Regions from separate parts of the Mus musculus genome. Here regions 1, 3 and 4 are each linked to region 2. A link is a contact called in public Micro-C and promoter capture Hi-C data. All regions are on one chromosome and are shown on one strand. The core of a region is the stretch at or near the end of the contact, and the rest is flanking DNA. Distances in the headings are between cores, read along the strand shown.

Region 1 (4,255 bases), core at 189-2,688, 8.0 Mb before region 2:
TCCAGGAGCTGCGTGCTGGTAAACGCTGTCCTCATCCTTTTGCCATTGGGTACCTGGCTGGTATCGGAGCCTCCTGTGGACCCAAAAGAGAGCAGAGAGGTGATGAACCGCAGAAAAAAAAAAGTGACCCCACTCTACTTGACAACCCTTGGAAAGAACGCGGCTCCAGAACCCAGTCTAACCCAACACATCCATGTTTGTCCCTGGTCTGTCTGGGAGTGTAAGAAAGACAGACGTTCATGAGAATTAAGGCCTTTAATGTCCTGGATTTTAAGTTAAAGGACTCCAGTGGAACTTGCACCTACTGCCTTCTCCTTCCCCTTGTCTGTCTTCCATTGGCCTAGCAAAGCTAACCAGCTAGCAGCCTCGGCCAAAGGCACAGACAGCCTTTAACCAACAGGGAAGCTAAGATGCCACACTGAGGTCCAAACGCATCCACCCCAAATCTCAGTCAGTTTAACCTCCTATTTCTCTGAAGTCTTGATCCAGGTCTCCAAAGCCCAGATAACAGGCGACACTTGTGCACCTGTAGAGCTAAGGGCACAAGGCCTCGCCAAGAAGTTGACTCCTTAACTTCCACCTCCGTGGAATTTCTAGGGGAAGATCTCAACAGTTCCACAGAAGATCCCACCTTACTCCCACCTCCTTCCCTGGTGGCGCAAAGTTTGTTTCCCCGGAGGCACGCAGGTACCCCGCCCTACCCATGGAGAGGCAGTGGAATCTCCGTGGGTCCGACATGTTGTAGGTAGTGGCGGCGCAGACAGGTGCGTGGTGCTGCGGGTGTCCCAGAGCCGCCGCTGCCGCAGCTGCCGCCGCCGCCGCCGCGGCCGCCGCTGCAGCCGAGCCGGGCTGCTGGGGCTGGTGATGGTGATGATGATGCTGTGGTGGGTGGTGGTGATGGTGTGCGTGGCTCACCCGTGGGCAAAACTGCGCGTCCCCAGGAGCGGGAGAGAACTGGCTTTTGAGCAAAGGTAGAGCGCCGGTGCCTCCAGCCACCCCGCCGCCCGCCACTGCAGCCCCCGCGGTCCCCGTAGCTCCGCCACCAGCTCCTGCGGGCGGGCGAGAGGAGTGCAGGTGCGAGGTGACGCAAAGCGGGCACACGCAGAAAGCGCCGCTTTTGCGGGACGGACAGCCAGGCCCGGACACTGACATCACCAACGGGGACGGCATGCCCAGCGGGATGAAGAAATCCGGCCCTGGGTGCGATTCCGGCAGCGAGGGTGCGGGCCGTGAGGAGTCCTTGATGATGAGTGAGTCCACGTAGAAGGAGCGCGACATGTCGATGGATGGCTTGTCCTGCGGGCTGCTGAGTCCCCTTCTCTCCTTCTGCTATCTGAGCACTGTCCGGAAAGCTGGGCGCACGCGGGCGGTCAAGTCCTTGGGGATGCTGAGGTGTCTGGGACTCGAACAAAGGGGTCCCTGGAGAGGGTTGGTCCTCACGTCCCCCGCCCGGAGCCCCGGCTCCAGGATTTTATAGCCCCCACCGCGGCACGTGATGCTGCGGAGTACCGCTCAGCTCAGACTCCTCGGCAGCTCCCCACCCTCGGGATAGGCTGCCCGAGTCACAACAGAAGCGGAGGGGTGGGGGTGGGGGGAGGCAGGGAAGAACGAGGGGGAGAGGGAGACTTCGCTAAGTGTAGGGTCTGTTAATTTTGCTAGGGATCGACCTCCTCTCCCTCCATCACTCTCAGCGGAAAATCTCAGCGATCCAGTTTCTGCCTACCTTCCTCCCTCGCTTGGGCCTCTGTCCAACGCTTCACAGTGACACACTGCAGAGAGCACCAGGTGGGGACCTCCAAGCCATTTAAACTGAGATAACCAATGCATTTAAGCTCCTAGGAGCCAACCCTAGCTGCGCAGTAAAGCTTGAGACTTCTGCTCTGGACCAGCGTATGTGGCCTTGTAGTGGAGGTCGGCCGGTCTAACGCTCACCACATTCATATCTGCCCTTGCTCCCCAGCTTTTCGATTTGGCCAAGGTCTGGCGGGTAACAACCCAGCTTAGAAACCAAGCACTCCAGGCTACATCAATTCTCAAATGTCCTTGTATTCTCTTGAGGTCACTCAGACCACTAATCCTTCCTTGTGCATCTTTCTAACCAGCAGCTCTGCCTTCTGCAAAGAGTCAATCCTTTCTTATTTCAAGCAGTTACATAGTTTCCAAGCCCAACCTCCGCTAAACTTCACCAGGAACATTTTGCAGAGACTGGGGTAGCAGCTGGAGGAGGCCCTTGCGGTCCCTTGGTCTAAGTGATCTCCTGCTAACACCACCCCACCCTTCTCAATAGATGCTTATTGCATCCTTGCTTATTCCGCCATTCAGCTAGTGGTGGAATCCTGCCTGTACCTAAGGAGCAGTTTAGTAGCAGACCTCCATTTGGTGGCTCAGAAAGACTTGTGCACCTACCTGCTAGGTGGCTGCCATCTAGATGTCTTTGGGAGAAAGTCAAGGCCACAGAGGTGACAGCAATTTCTCCCCTGTCCTTTTACCAAAATGGCTAACTTCAAGTGTGAGTTTACAACAGTGACAGTTAACTTGAAGATCAAGGGCAGGGAACAGCAGTTGGAGGCTCAGGGTTCTGTGTCTGTCCTGTCTTTCTTTCCCCTTTCCATCTCTGTGACCACCCCTCTCTTGCCTGCTGGAAGTGTATAATTGGGTTGTAGGGATGCCCCACTCTAGGGAGCCCAGGATTTATGGATGGCAATTAAAGTTTTATGAATTGCAGCTGAGGCTGGTTATTGAGCTATTTGAATGTGATTAGAATTCAATTAGAAAGTGGTTAGTGGACGGTGGGTCTCCTGAGTGTAAACAGACAGCTATTCCAGAAATGTGCTAATCCAACATCTTGTGACAACAATTAAGGAGTCTCGGGGCTGAGCACGGGGTCCCCGCTCACTTGTAACTACTTCTGCACTGCAAGGTTTGCCTTAGACAGCCTCCAAAGCTCCTCCTTTTCATCCAGCCCACATAGTCCAGCCCAGCTCCGACCAACCTACTCTCTCCTTCCACTGGAGAGGAGCAAGCAGCTTCTGCATTCTTTACAAGTCTTTTCTAACACTGTGAAAGGATACTGGAGCTCAAAAACGGAGATAGCCTTGTGGTAGATTATTATTTATGTTGAAAGATTTACTTAAGTGAGGAGGGTTGTGCTTGTTTGTATGCAAGGATGTGCACACATTTGTGCCTGGTGTCCTCAGAGGCCAGAGGCCATCAGATCCCCCTAGAACTTGGTTGTGAGTCATTATATGTGTACTGGGAGCCAAACCCAGGTCTTCTTCCAGAGAGCAACAAGTGTCCTTAGTTGAGCTATTTCTCCTGCCAGTCACGGGATATGTGTTTAAGGCCTATATTGCACAATGGCTTCAATAGGATGATGCCCAGAGAAGCCAGCCGTATACTCTTTCTTTCTCTGGGTAGGTAGGTTATCTACAGTCCTCGGGGACTTGCATGACAGTATTCTCTGTGGCTTCTGGTGTGCTTCCAAGAATTGCTCTGTTAATGTTTTGGAAATGGTTCTCCTGTACAAACCCATTCATATTAGGGGCTCCGAGTCAGACAACTTACATGTTATTTGGTTTATGTTGGACTGTGGATGCATTCAAAGTCCACAGTCAAGGGATCTTGAGAGGAAGGGGGCTGGGAGGGAAGGGGGTGCTGATGGCTGCCTTCAGGGGGATGCTTCAGGACAGGCCTGACTGAGGCTGAAGGCTGGACTGTTTCTGAGAGATTTGTTCACTAAAGTCCTTGATTGATTGCTTAGACCCACCAAAAACAAATATCTGGGGGGAGGTGTATCTCCTCTATCACCTCTGCTCTTTCTTTTCCTCAGCCCTCTATATCTGTCTTCTCCCTCCCTTTTTTTCCAGAAAAGTCAGCTCCACCCCCTGCCATCTCACCAAGCCAGCCTACCCTCCACAGCCTGGGCAGAGTTGCAACCTTTGCTCCTGAAGCAGCACTGCAAACTGCTCGGAGCAGAAGAGAACCCCCGGGCTGGGCTTTCTCTTGAGCAGGCCAGTAGACTGGCAAGACATGTCCACTGCACTTGCCCCAACGCACAATTTTATTTCTCAGTGATTCTGTCTGATAAAATTTCATCGTCCATTAAGTAAGCCCTAAAATGAGGGCTCTTATGAGCCTGTAATGAGCTCTAATTGCCAGGACTCGGGGAGCCACGTGGAAGGATTTATTCGGCATTAAGCAGTCTGGTACAGAGTACAGGCTGTTACCTTAGCCATTACTTTCATAATTCAAGGAG
Region 2 (4,558 bases), core at 587-3,086:
AGAGTGTTGCAATTTGTTTCCCGCCGCAGTCAAACCTTGAACGCATTTATTTTCATCTTACCCTCGTGCACAAAAAAAGTGCACGTTGCTCACCAAGGGCCCTTCTTTATCAAATACGCATTGTACAGCGTACAACTGCAATAAAACTATCAGCTCTCCCCATAAAACTATCACCAGCTTCCTCGCTGGGTCTCCTTGCCTGAACTCGCCAGTTCAGCGCTCTTCCGTACAGAGGATGCGCAAACACCTGGGCCGAGGCTGAAAAGGCTGGGGGCCGGTGTCGCTGTGGGTTTAATCCATTACAGCGTCTGCAGCGGTTTAGTGTGCAATAAAGTAGGGTGGCAGTGGAGAGCGGGCGCCCATCCACTCCCCAGCACTAGCATCGAATTAAACCACTTAGTTTGGCAAACACTGAACGCCTAAATGCCCCTATAAAGACTTTATGAGTTTGTTACTTTAATTACTGACTTGTTACAGAGCACATAAAGGGGGTAATGAATGCAATAAAACTAATTATCTACACATTTAATTCATATAAAATATCCAGGGTTTGTTTACACCGCACGGCGATTCAACTAAGCATTTCCCCCCTCTTGTCCACCGAGAGGAAGGATTTAATGAAATATTTCCCTTTATTCTGCTAGAGTCTAACGAACCAAATGAAAATTACCCTCCGCTTAAATCATAGGGCCAAGGAGGTCCACAAATCACGGCTGGCTTCTTTGTCTGCGCCTTGTTGCCAGGACCCAAGAGCCCGAGGAATCGAACTAGGAAAGTGCGCTGCTTCGAGCCGTTGCCTTGTTTGCTTAAATTGCTCCGTGAAGTCCAAAAACCTAAAGGGCAAACAGGCAGCGATCCTCTTTGGGAAACTCCAAGTCTGGAGGGGATTGGGACGCGAAAGAGAGTGCGAGAGCAAAGGGCTGGAAAAGGAGACCCCCATTTGGGTACATTTCGTGCTGGGCTTGGTAGCTAGCGAGTGATTAAAACGAACCTCCACCACGGGAAGTTTCATACACGCCGATGCAAATCTGAACTAACGCAGGCAGACACAGCACTGCTAAGCGCAGAGAAACGTTCAGTAGGAAATCCAGATGTTTCACCTTTGAGAGCTTTACTCGGTTGTTTATTTTACTCTTGTAAAGGGGCTGTCTGCCCACGTCTTTGGAAAGCACATTAAGCTTCGAGGAGAAACACAATTGATAAGATGCTATTTTTTCCAACCCCTTGGACTAGGTGTATTTTAAAGAAATCCGCTTATTCTTATCGTTCACATAAAACCCTTTGGCCCACTTACGCTATGTTACAGGGCGCCTGAGTCTTGCCAATGTCCCAGTCCTTTATAGCATTTCATGCACTTCGGGGGAAGGCTTGTTGTTAAATTGAGCGTGTAACACTCTTACAAAACAGGTTTTCTATGACATCAAGGTTTCTTCTCCCTAACCAAGAAAAAAAAAAAAAAAAGGACGAAGAAGGGGGGAAACACACTATCTCAATTTATGCCTAAGGTATATGATCAGTTAAAAAGGCTTAAAAGCTCTTGGAAATTGGATCAGGGAAAATCGTCACCCAACTTTCATTATTTCCAAGTAGCGTGATTGAATTAAAGGGCAGGAGCTGGTTAGAAGGGAGGATCAGGGGCTCGGTGCGTAATGGTGTGGTATTAAATTCTAATTAGAGATGCAGGAATCAATGATAGGGAGGTTGGACAGCTCAGTTCCCCAGTGCCAGCCCAATAGACGGATGAGTTATTGTCATGTAAAAAGCGCCAGCAATAAGACCAACCGCTTTGCTATTGTCCAAGTGGAAAGAGCCAAGTTTATTATGAGGACTATATACTCTAGAGACCTCAGACAAGGCATCTCACAGGAGGCTTTTTCATAAAACTAGGCTCGGCTGGTAGTAAGGAGGCCAGTGTGGAGGCAGGCGTTGAGCAGTGCACATCTCCCCACTCCAGCCACCGTCTCCACATCCATCTTTTATTTCATTTTTCCACTTGGCTGAGCCATCCAGAACCTTTTCAATGTATAAAATGGAATATTCTTACCTCAATTCCTCTGCCTACGAGTCCTGTATGGCCGGGATGGATACCTCCAGCTTGGCTTCAGCATATGCAGACTTCAGTTCCTGCAGCCAGGCCAGTGGCTTCCAGTATAACCCGATAAGGACCACTTTTGGGGCCACGTCCGGTTGCCCGTCCCTCACGCCGGGATCCTGCAGCCTGGGCACCCTCAGGGACCACCAGAGCAGTCCGTACGCCGCAGGTAAGGACCGCTAGCTCTCTCAGCGGAAGAAGCTGCCTTTCCGCTCGTATATAGGAAGCCTTGATTGCATTTGAAAATGGAAATGTGTTTAGTATTTACCAAACGAAATTTGCTTACACAAATGAAAGAATTTATCACGTTAGAAGCGATTGCAGGGAGGGGTAATTCACTTACAGGGTTACACTATCCTAGTCACACCCGAACCGCCAACAAAATTATCTTAAGCTGCCAAAATGATAGGCATAATTTATTTACTTTGCGATGAGACGTAAAGCTTAGAAAATAATTAAATAACAAAGAGTAAAGCTCATTACTGGCGGTGTCTCTTTTTTTAAAAGAACCGACAGCGGCTCACACCTCTTTGGCCGGTCATTTTTATGATCATTTCTTGAATTTATTGGTTTTCTTTACAGCACTATCCCCCAACTTTGCGGTATCAAGTTCTGAGAATTGAAAAGTTGCAACAGTGGGCGTGAGTGGTTAACTTCGTTCCTGGCTTTCTGATATTCCAACTAATGATGGTTTTGGACTGTTTTCCTGCTGAATGAACTATCCTCCATTTGGGGCCTCAAACACTCTCCAACTTGCTATTTCATCTCACCCAAAGGCACTTGGGCCACAAAAACAGGCACAAAGTTACACTCGCGCCCCTGTTTCTGTATGATACTAATTTGCTGGGTTTTCTTGGCAGGTCGCCGTAACTAAAACCTCCTTCTAGAAGTGCCTGGTGTCTGTAGCGGCTCCCGGGCTATCTGACCTTGGTCCCCGCGTTCTGGTTCAGTGGCCCTTCACATCCTGACTGTTTTGCTCACTCTAGTCTCCTCTGTCATCCTCTAGTTCCATACAAACTCTTCACCGACCACGGCGGCCTCAACGAGAAACGCAAGCAGCGGCGCATCCGCACCACCTTCACAAGCGCGCAGCTCAAAGAGTTGGAGAGGGTCTTCGCTGAGACGCACTACCCTGACATCTACACCAGGGAAGAGCTAGCACTGAAGATCGACCTCACCGAGGCGAGAGTCCAGGTACGGGAGACCGAGTGCCGCAGCAGCAGTGAGGGGGTGGGTGCTGACGCTTACGGTTCCAAAGGGACCCAGGCCCGTCACAGAAATGGGATTTGGAGTGTTATGCGCACGAGCGGGGATGGGGGGTGGGGGCTAGGACACAGACTCTAGGTAATTTATTCACAACTGCAGTGTTTCCCACCAAAGCAGGGGTTTGGGAGTTTGAACGAACAAGGCTTTTTTGGAGAGAAGTGTCCCGTGAGAGGAAGATTGCATCCTCTACCTGTATCTATGTCAGCTTAATTGCGTGATTCGTTTGCCCACAGTGCCTCTTAACTCAAGCGCCCTTAAAAAATCTAGTGCCCCTGGCGCAAGGAGTAATTTCCTAGTAACCAGGACTTGAAATAGATTCACGAAGGGGTTGTTACTCCATTAGAGTCAGAAACCCGCACCTTACTATAGCTAACCAATTGGGAGCAAAGGTGCTTTCTGGAGCTGGTCCCCCTAGCTGGGTATAAGGTCGGTGAGCACTAAGAAGGTTCCTCTGTGGATGGCCAGTGGATCCGTTGTGTCACCAAAGCGAAAGGCACCCTCCTTCCACCATTAGACCTGAGAAGCCTAGAAGTAGGTGAGACGCCCGTTTAAGAGTACGGAAAAAAAAAAAAAGAAAGAAAGAACGAAAGAAAGAAAGAGAAAAAGAAAAAGAAAAAGAAAAAGAAAAAGAAAAAGAAAAAGAAAAAGAAAAAGAAAAAGAAAAAGAAAAAGAAAAAGGCTTCACTTTTAGGGCCTTCCTGCTATCTTTGTACTTGTCCCTTACGGTGTCATTTCTTTGGCACTTTCGTTTGGGTCCTAGGAAAGTTTCTCAGCAAAGGCAGTAGCAGCGAGAAGGGCAGACTTGTCGGACTCTGCTCTGTAGTGTCTCAATGGTCCATTCATACAGCGAAGTGTGTGTGTGTGTGTGTGTGTGTGTGTGTGTGTGTGTGTGTGTGTGTGTGAGAAACAGAGTGGGTCTCGAGCGCCACTTTGGTTTCTGGTTTTGTTCACCGGTTCAATCGCCTGCCCTCTCTTTGGCAGGTGTGGTTCCAGAACCGCCGGGCTAAGTTTCGCAAGCAGGAGCGCGCAGCCGCCGCTGCTGCCGCCGCCGCCAAAAACGGCTCCTCCGGGAAGAAGTCTGACTCCTCCCGGGACGACGAGAGCAAAGAGGCCAAGAGCACTGATCCCGACAGCACTGGGGGCCCGGGACCCAACCCCAACCCGACCCCCAGCTGTGGGGCAAATGGCGGCGGTGGCGGA
Region 3 (4,138 bases), core at 1,235-3,734, 6.6 Mb before region 2:
TCCTTAGTCCACAGGACTTTGAGGGAAAATGGAAGTATCTCAGAAGGAGGAGGGATTCAGGCCAGGGCTGACCTACTGAAGGTACTCTAATGTAAGGTGAATTTCACATGACATCTTCAAGCAGTAATTGTCATTAGAATTCAGGTCTGCACATAAGGTGATTCATGCCTTTTGCAGAAGTGGCCAATAAAATATACAGATGTACCATAAATTTCAGGTGGTTAAACTACATGCTCTCACATGAACCTTAAGGGTCATTCTTGATGTCTTTCATCTTGTCTGCTTAATATGTCAGGCTGATTCATTCGTACATTCTGTTGCCTCAAGTATCACCTAGCTCCAAACCCTTTTTCTAGAGATTCCCATTTCCCCATCATAAGACAACTAGAACGGCCTGTATACACCTAATCCTAAGTGGTTTTCTTTCTGCATTATGCTCTCAGAGTCCCTTTCTGGCCCTCAAACAAAGGCTGAACTCCCAAACACACCCCTCAAAGCTCTCTGGTATCTGCCCCCAACCCCCCACCTTCTCAGCTTCATCAGGTGTCGATCCTCCCAGCCCCCACCAATCCTAAATCTTGCACATGAGGCTTCCTCTACCCTTCCTTTTCTTCTGCAGATTGAGGCTCATCATTAAGATTCAGCTCCATTAGGGATGGACAGATGGCTTCACTGGCTGCTCTAGTGAAGACCCTGGTTCGGTTCTCAGCACTTACAGGACAGCTCACAGCCATCTCTAACTCTAGTTTCAAGGGACCTGGTGTCCTCTTCTGATCTCTGCAAGCACTGCACAGGTGATAGATACACAGGCAAAACACCCATGCACATAAAATAAATGTTTTTAATTAAAAATATAGCTTCCAGTGCTAATAATCCCCACATCTAGTACAGAAGGCACACCATATGCTCTGAAAAGAAAAGAAGCCTGTCTCAGAGCACAGTGGTGAGTGCAGCAGTGGGGCTCCTCAAATCAAGGCTGAGATGAAGAGGGCCAGAGAAGGAACTTCATGCAGCAAAGCTAACTCAGGTATTAGCCCGAATCATCCTTAGTTGGGAAAACTTGAAAGTGTGCATTGTGTTTAGAGTTAATCTGAGCCATTTACACACTTTCTTTTAAAGTTTCCTACTGGGGAATGGCTTTAACTGTGTTCATGATTCTAAAGGATTATACGTGACTTTTTTTTTTTTTAAAGTTAATTCTAGCTAAGCCAATAGGAGTATACACTGCAAAATTAACCTTCCAAACCAACACAGTTTACAGCTTTTTAATAAATATAGTCTTCTACAACTAACATTATTAACAACTAGAGTTTGCTGTAGGGAATACAGATCTTAAGGTTTAAGTCAAGATTCCCTAGTACTAATAAAAACCTCTTTGGGGGATTACAGGACTGTGCTTAGCAACGGATCCAAATCGAAACTACACTTAACAAGATATGGGATACGTTCAGATGTAAATTCAGAAACAAGATGATCTACATTATTTAAAAATGAGATCTAGAAAGTAAGTTTACATATTGTTTAATCCAATCCCAACAATGGAACAGATAAGATGCTGAGACCCAGTGTGGCTAGGAAACGTTATTTGGCTAGTTGTAGCCACATAGAGATGGAGAACCTAACCGTCACTTTCCTGACTGCTCCCCGCCTGGGTAAAACTCAGAGCCTCCTCTTGAAGACACTTCCATCGAAGAGAGCCAAGTTCAACATGCAGCTGTTGAAACACCGCTGAAGTGGCATTCATGAAGTTTGGAGTGTGCTTCTGAGTGTGACAGTGTGCTGGTGACACAGTAATTTCTTACAAAAGCCTTGCCAGCACCTCCTGGAAGTTGCCCTGCTACCCTAATAGCCATGCTGACCAGCGGGCAAACAAAAAGTGCAACCTTTACAAGTGCCCCTTTTCCTTAATAGCACCCAGGTGTAGGGAAAGTTCACTCCGGGAATCCCTAAAAAGGGAAGGAGGGGGGAAGGTCCTGAGAATGGGAGTGGCTGGCAGCTCTAAGCTACCCTTCTGTTGCTAGGGCCGCGGGTGTCCAAGGTTACCGAATACTGGTTAGCGCTACGGCTGGAGTCACCCCACCACCGATAAAGGTGGGGCTTTCTTCTTTGACCTGGGTAGGAGTCTGAGATCCCCGTTAGGGTCCCAAGAGCGGTGGGGTTGTGAGCCCTAGGATCTCCCACCCTGACTCACGTTGTAGTCGTTCACCCAGTAGGTGACTTTATCCTGCAGTGCTTGTAAAGATTCGCTTTTGGCCAGCTTCTTCAGGCTTTCTGCCATCGCGCGCTTTTTCGCGCTTCCGACTCCGGGAGATCTAGTAGTAGAGGGGACGAGGGAGTGGGTGGCTTAGGCTGAACGACGGGGTGATGTAGCTTAAGGATGTTATCTTCCACACAGGCTCAGAACGCGGCTGGAGTGTCCATCCTCCCCCTCGGGTCGGACCGGGCAGGTCCCCCCTGCCCGGCGCGCTGTTCTGGCTCCCCCGCAGCCGCCTGCCGACCAGGCCATAAATACCCCGGCGATTATTAAACAAACCTTGACGTGGCGGCCGGCTGCCAGGGACCCGGGGCTAGCGTCGGAGCAACGCCCCGCCCCCCACTCCTCGCTCCCAGCCTGGGGACCTTGGGGACCCACCCCTACCGCGACCTCCTCCCACCCAGCGCCGTGGCGTAACGGGCCCGAGGCGAAGGCACAGAAGCGTCGAAACTCCGACTTGTGCTACCCTCTGGAGGACACCCAGACCCTGGGGTGGGGGGCTGCTGTGGGACCCTGCGCTGGGAACCGCAGGGCACCTAACCCGGGGCTGCACCCCGTACTGGGTGGCAGTGCGTACGTAGGAAAGCAAGTTAACTTCATGAAAATTTTGAGTAGACTTTTTGGCAACCACTTCCTTGGCCCTTTCTTTATTCCTCCACCCATAGTGCCTTTAATTCTCCATTTGTGAAATTGGGACTCCAATGTCCGTTTTTTACTACTTTCATTTTGGGCTTTGTGCCCTCCTCCTCCTCCGTGGGTCTGTCCGTTGGTTTGTACTGTACAGAAAGACACACACTACCGGGCGGGATCCTCGCCCTGACTTCCAGGTCTTCCTCAGCACGATCAGGTGCAAGCCTGTGTTGTGTGGGAAGTGGGGGTGGGCGGGTGCCATGACACTCGTGTCTTACTGTTCGCTGTGTCAGGGACCTGTATTGCTGTTCAGAGGAAATCTAGCCTCTGTTCCATTTGCACGAAATTGCTTTTTAAAACGGAGTTGCTAGGATTTACCAGTCCGAGAAGTGGTTGTCATGCAAGCTCGAGGTCCTGAGTGGATCCACAGGAGACATGGGGAGGTTTTGGGGGTTGTTTTGTTTGGGTTTCTTGTTTGTTTGTTTGTTTTAAATCCGGGCACTGACACAGGAGATTCCCTGGGACTGATGGCCAATTGGTCTAGATGATTCCTGAGCTCTCTGTTCAGGCAGAGATCCTGTATCAAGAAAATAAGGTGAAGAGATTAAAACAATATCTGGCCTCCACACAAGTACAGAGAAAGGGGGAAGGGGAGGGGAGCGGAAGAAAGAGGAGGGGAGGGGAAGGAGAGGAAGAAAGAGGAGAGGGGAGGGGAGAGGGAGGAGAGGGGAAGTGAAGGAAGGAAAGGGGAGGGAGGGGAAGGAGAGGAGAGGGAGGGAGGAGAGAAAGGAGAGAGGAGAGGAGGAAAGGAGAGGGGAGAGGGGAGGGGGGAAGGAGGAAGGGAAGGGAGAAAATTATGGTAAAAGCAGAATAATGCAAGATAAAATCCTGAATATCAAATGGGTGTCATAGTGAACTGGTATAATTCCCGTTAAAATAAGACTGCTGTGAGAATTAGAGACATTGCAAGCACACAGCACCCTCCAAATGCATCAGAAGGGAAAAAACTTCAAAACATCATTAGACATGACGAACACTACCCTTGTGGTTAATTCTGTGAATTGGTTCTCATTTTAAAAAATCATTTATTTATTTATTTATTTATTTATTTATTTATGCTCCGTATTTTATACCCCTCCCGGTCCACCCTTTGACTGTTCCACACCCCACACTTCCTCCCCAGCCCCACCCCTGTCTCCACGAAGATGTCCCTACCCTCTCCCTCCCCAACCCCACCAGACCTCTAAACTCCCT
Region 4 (4,614 bases), core at 590-3,089, 8.1 Mb before region 2:
TGGCTTGGTCCTGCTGCAGACCAGGGCCGAGTCATACTGCCTTACTCTGCAGACTGCCCCACACGCCTTCCAAACAGAAAGAATCGCCGACCTCAGAAGCTTCAAAGCCAAGAGATCGCTTCCTGCTTTCCCGGCCCTGCTCGAGGGAAGTTAATCTCACATGTATAAACTGATTTCCAAGGGAATAACGGTGAAGGAGGGAAGGCTGCGCGGAGACCGCCCCTGAGTTTTGCAGGATACTGAGCGTTGGGAGGAAAGTTGGGGGGGGGGGGCACTGGAAAGGTTGCGTTCAGGCGACCAGTGCCTCGCATCCATCATCCCAGGGCAGAGAAGCACCCAGAGTTCCGTAGGCAGGAGGCGAGGGTGGTTGGCCTCTTACATTTCTGCTTACCTGCACCCACGTCTGTCCTTTCAGAGATGTCCTGACTTCTTCACAAGAGGTCAGCTCCTAGCCAGGGATCTTGCCTCTTTGCTGCCTGCGGCCAGGACTAAGCAAGAGCCAGGCCCCCCCAACCCCCGGCCGTGCAGAAAAGACTCCACTGGAGACGCAAGTGAGCCGAGTGGGGGTGGGGACTACGGAGCACAATGAGGGCCCCTCGGAGTGCAGTTTGAAATTCCTCAAATCCCAGTTGCTGGAATGCGAGGCCAGGACGACTTCTTCACTCGAGGCCAAATGTGTTTGTCATTATTCCAGATCGCTCGTCCGCGCCGCCGCTGCCGCCGCTGCCTCCGTCGCTGGAGTGAGAGGCGCACGATCCCAGCGCACTGCGGATTCCGCCCGAGGCTTCTAGCACCCAAGTAATTCGCTCCAATCTCTCCGGAACCCTTGGAGCTGCGCCCCTCGCCCGCGCGCCCCTCTCACGGTGCTGCAGCCGCCACCGCCGCGCTCAAGTCTGGCCCCAGATGTTTCCAACAGCAGCGCCGTCCAGTAATTACGAGGGCTCGACTGGCGCCGAGTGTGCCCGGCCGGCATCCGAGGTCCGACCTCCTCCAGCCGAGCCCTTCACACCTCCCTTTTTTCTTAGCGCTTTCCCGCGCCCCACTCGGCGCCCCTTTCCCCTCCACACACACACTTCTCCTGGTGCGCCCCCTCCCCAAGCTTCGCGCCGCACCACCCGCTACAGCGTAGTCCCGCCAAACCGCGGGCGACGAATGAAAATACTCATTAAAAACCTGTCCTCTTCCGTGACCCACTGCCAAGAGGCCAAGCGCCGCGGCTTCCACCCCCCCAATGTTACTTGGTGTTCGTCCCAGTAAGCACGAACGCCACCCCCACCCTGGAGGAAAACCTCAAAAATGTAAGCCTAACAATTTCTTTGGAAGGCTATAGGATTGTGTAGGGAAAAAAAAAAAAACATTGCTTTTAAAAATAGGTCTGGATTTTTTTTCATTTTCTTTTTCTTTTTCTTTTTTTTTTTTTATCTTTGACTCTCTAATGGTTACCCCCCCACACCCCCCATTCCAGTGAAGTTTATTCAGAATAAGTTACTTTCTGGACACACCACTGAACTCAGCTGTTTTGTTTTTGTTTTCCTCGTTGCCCAAAATTTGAAGTTACTTAGCTTCTTGCAGCCCCAAGTTATGATCAGGGACCTTCTTGAGAAACAAAAGTCACTTTTTCCTCTCCCTTACCTTCTCCTTCTATGTCAATTTGCAAAGAAAATCCGATACCCGGAGTGAAAAGTAAGCCCCAAGCTTCCAGTCCTTCCCCGCAGCTCCTCCGTTTGTTTCTCTCCCTCAAGCTCCAACAGTAATGGGCTCAAAACCCGCATTTTGTAATTGATTCAATGTTATAGTCCGTCCTCCAAAAACTAATCATTTGCTTAAAGTAAATAGCTGTCAGGAAATGAAGTCCCCCCCCCCCTTGGTCTCTTCAAAATAAAAGTTTCCCTAGGACTCCTTGCTCTCTGACTCTCTCAGGCTCAAGACCTCTTCTTTGCTTTTTGCTCTTATGCAATCAGGGGGGCCAGTCCCAACCCCCAGACTTCAACAACAACGAGGAGGGGGGAGCAAACCAGATGGGGTGGGGTGGGGGGCCGAAGGGGGAGGTGTTGACGTTCTGCCGGGAAAGAGGTTTCAGGAAACTACAAACAGCCATCATTTCCAAAATGAGTTGACTTCCCAATTTGGGGGTGGGGGTGCTATTGTTTTGTATTCTCTTCGAAAAGAAAATACACGTAAAATTGCTGCTCATTTCTAAAACGAATATAAATCTAGAATTCAAATTATCCTTTCTATAGACAGTCTGGGCCTCGCTAGAAATATGGCCCTGGGGAGAAATTCTAACGCGGCTGCGTCGTTTTGAACTGGGGGTCTTAAGGGAAAGTGCCGTGTAGTTGCTAATCCTTTAATGGGATTAGGAAACTGTGGAGTCTAATAGGAAGATGATGGGTTTTTGAAAGGCTGGATTGTGAGGCGGTGTGCAAATAACGGTTGCTCGGCGTACCTTTGGGATGTTCTCCGGAAGAAGGAAAGAACGACCTTTATCCCTTCGGAGCCACTTATCTGGTCCTGCCTTTGTTTTCGGGGGTTATCTGGTCCTCGCTTCTTCTATCTTCATATGAAAACGCTCAGGCTAGGCGTGACTACCAAATGCCTGCCCTCTGCATCTTGATGGCAGAAGGATTTTTATCCTCCTAAATTCCACCCTTCCGAGTGGGTCGCACGCGACGTACCCTAGGAAAGCTTTCAGGACGTTTGAGCCACAAACCAGGGAACCCAAGACACCCAGCGAGAGACAGTTGGGACACGGCGATCCTGCTGGCGAGGGAAAGGGGGCGCTGACACTCCAGGAACCAAACCTGGGCGAAGCGGGACTTCCCGGAGCGGGTGGGGGAAGGGAGGGCCTTCGACTTGCGCTCTATTTTTGAATGCTTTTGGTGTGTGTGTGTGGGGGGGGGGGTGTGAGAAGTCCTCTATCTCCACCACCACCACCACCACCACCACCACCACCACCACCACCACCACCACCTCCATCTCACACATCAAAATTAAAATGGACAAGGTGACCAGGTTGATAACAAAACGTCGAATAACCATCGGTTATTTCACCACTATAGTGGACCTGAGGCTCTGGCGTAAATCACAGAGGTTTCCCCGAAATGCCGAGTGCTGTCCCTAAATGGGACAGGACCGACCGTGGGGATATCAGGCTCGGGAAGAGGATGCCTGGAGCTGGGCTGAGAGCCCCAATTCTCCTCCGCCCTTCTGCACGCCCGCCTCTGGTGTATCTTCAGCTCGGGTGACTGCCCTGCTCACTATTACTTCCACATGTTCCTTCAGGAAACCGTTGAAGGCGAAATGTATGAACAGCCCCTTGTTCGGAATGCTAGCAGGATACCGTAATGTTTGTAGATAATGAACAGGATGGTAAGGTCTGCGAACAGGCTTGCACACACACACACACACACACACACACACACACGGAGCGAGGGGTTGGGGGGGCTTTCATCTGTTGTTAAAAGCAAGTCAAGATTTAGGTTTTTGTAGCAGGTACCCAAGGAGGGGGTGAGTTTGGGGCTGAGCGTCTGCAGAGGAGAGCCTGCTTTGCAAGGAACACCCTACCAGCTCTAATCCCACTACCTGCCTCAAGCAGGGCCCCTGCGTTCTCCTCCCACAAATGGTAACTTCACAGTTCATTTCAGAGCCGTTTTAAAGGAGTCCGAAAAGCGGGCCGGCTCGGGTATCCTGAGACAGTAATTCCTCGGGAGTTTAAAGGGGAGAAAAGGATGAGTATCGAGCACCCAGTTGCTCTTCTGGTAGTAATTACCTGCCTAATTTAAATGATGCCTTTGTTATGATCATTAACAAACATTTGCTAAAGGTTTCCATGTGTGACATTCCCTAAGGTTTAAAGGCCTGGAGAGCTGACTCCCGGGATAGTGCCCCAGTAGGGGGTGGAGCAGGCAAGCAAATGGTTGGGCAAAGATCTCGCTGAGTCGGGACCCAGCAAAGCATCTGCCTTGCCTGCAAAAGCAAAATAAACGCAGTGGTCTGGAGCCACCTCAGGGCAGGAGGCTTGGGAGCTCAAGCGGTTGGTTTCTGAAACCAGGTCCTGCCCCCGCCCACTGCTCCCACTGCTCATAGGCGGGTTTGAATCGCATTTTCCGCCCTCCACTCTCTGGGGGCTGAAGGAAAGGTCCGGTCTGTGCCCGTCACTCAACCCAGGGTGTCAGGGGGAGGGGGCCAGCCCAGTTCTTGCCCTGTTCTAAAATCCTTCCAGATTGCCCCCTCAACACCCCGGGTCCTGGGTGGTCTCGGGGCCGAAGAAGGCAAGTGCCAGTGCCTAGCCAAGGTCTTTTCTCCCCTTCTGAACTTCTGTCCCTGATGTCGGGGGGGGGGGGGGGTGGAACAGGTCACTTGGTGAGCCTAACGGAATCGCTTTCTGCTTGGGTTAGTGTGTCAAGAACCCAGCCTGCATTCAGATTGTGGTTGTCAACCCTTTGGATCTTTTTCCCTGGAGTTAAGAACGAGGTTTTCCCAGCAGTTGAGACCGGAGGAGGCCCAACTCGCCCGAGGTTGGGAACTTTGGGGAATCATACCCTGGCCTTATGCCCCATGCCTTGGGGGCGACCAGGAATAGAGTACAGGAGAAGGAAGAGACGCTAACTGCTA

The links. Promoter capture Hi-C pulls out the DNA fragments that hold promoters and counts their contacts. Hi-C and Micro-C count contacts between places; a contact is called where the count stands out from the background.
Region 1: a promoter capture Hi-C map of second pharyngeal arch cranial neural crest shows a contact between it and region 2. The contact joins the promoter of Gsx2 here to the promoter of Phox2b in region 2. A contact is called at or near these places in 6 of 39 promoter capture datasets (cranial neural crest, embryonic stem cells, frontonasal cranial neural crest and 3 more) and 7 of 484 Hi-C or Micro-C datasets (embryonic stem cells, epiblasts and stem cell-derived epiblast-like cells).
Region 3: a Micro-C map of embryonic stem cells shows a contact between it and region 2, with 5 times the contacts expected there. The contact joins the promoter of Spata18 here to the promoter of Phox2b in region 2. A contact is called at or near these places in 1 of 39 promoter capture datasets (cranial neural crest) and 1 of 484 Hi-C or Micro-C datasets (embryonic stem cells).
Region 4: a Micro-C map of embryonic stem cells shows a contact between it and region 2, with 27 times the contacts expected there. The contact joins the promoter of Pdgfra here to the promoter of Phox2b in region 2. A contact is called at or near these places in 3 of 39 promoter capture datasets (cranial neural crest, embryonic stem cells and hippocampal neurons) and 3 of 484 Hi-C or Micro-C datasets (all in embryonic stem cells).

Annotation. Positions count from the first base shown.
Region 1 is chr5:75,072,784-75,077,038 of GRCm38.p6, reverse strand. It overlaps Gsx2 (GS homeobox 2), which reads right to left and starts at 1,438. Exons shown (of 2, transcript NM_133256.2): 1 at 702-1,438; 2 at 1-73. The coding sequence starts at 1,278.
Region 2 is chr5:67,096,404-67,100,961 of GRCm38.p6, reverse strand. Phox2b (paired-like homeobox 2b) reads left to right here and starts at 1,836. Exons shown (of 3, transcript NM_008888.3): 1 at 1,836-2,261; 2 at 3,099-3,286; 3 at 4,340-4,558. The coding sequence starts at 2,021. It overlaps Gm33167 (predicted gene, 33167), which reads right to left and starts at 2,282. Exons shown (of 4, transcript NR_166599.1): 1 at 2,045-2,282.
Region 3 is chr5:73,649,726-73,653,863 of GRCm38.p6, reverse strand. Spata18 (spermatogenesis associated 18) reads right to left here and starts at 2,484. Exons shown (of 13, transcript NM_178387.3): 1 at 2,192-2,484. The coding sequence starts at 2,278. It overlaps Gm34902 (a long non-coding RNA gene), which reads left to right and starts at 2,010. Exons shown (of 2, transcript XR_377025.3): 1 at 2,010-2,091; 2 at 2,396-2,884.
Region 4 is chr5:75,149,476-75,154,089 of GRCm38.p6, reverse strand. It overlaps Pdgfra (platelet derived growth factor receptor, alpha polypeptide), which reads right to left and starts at 1,839. Exons shown (of 23, transcript NM_011058.3): 1 at 1,633-1,839.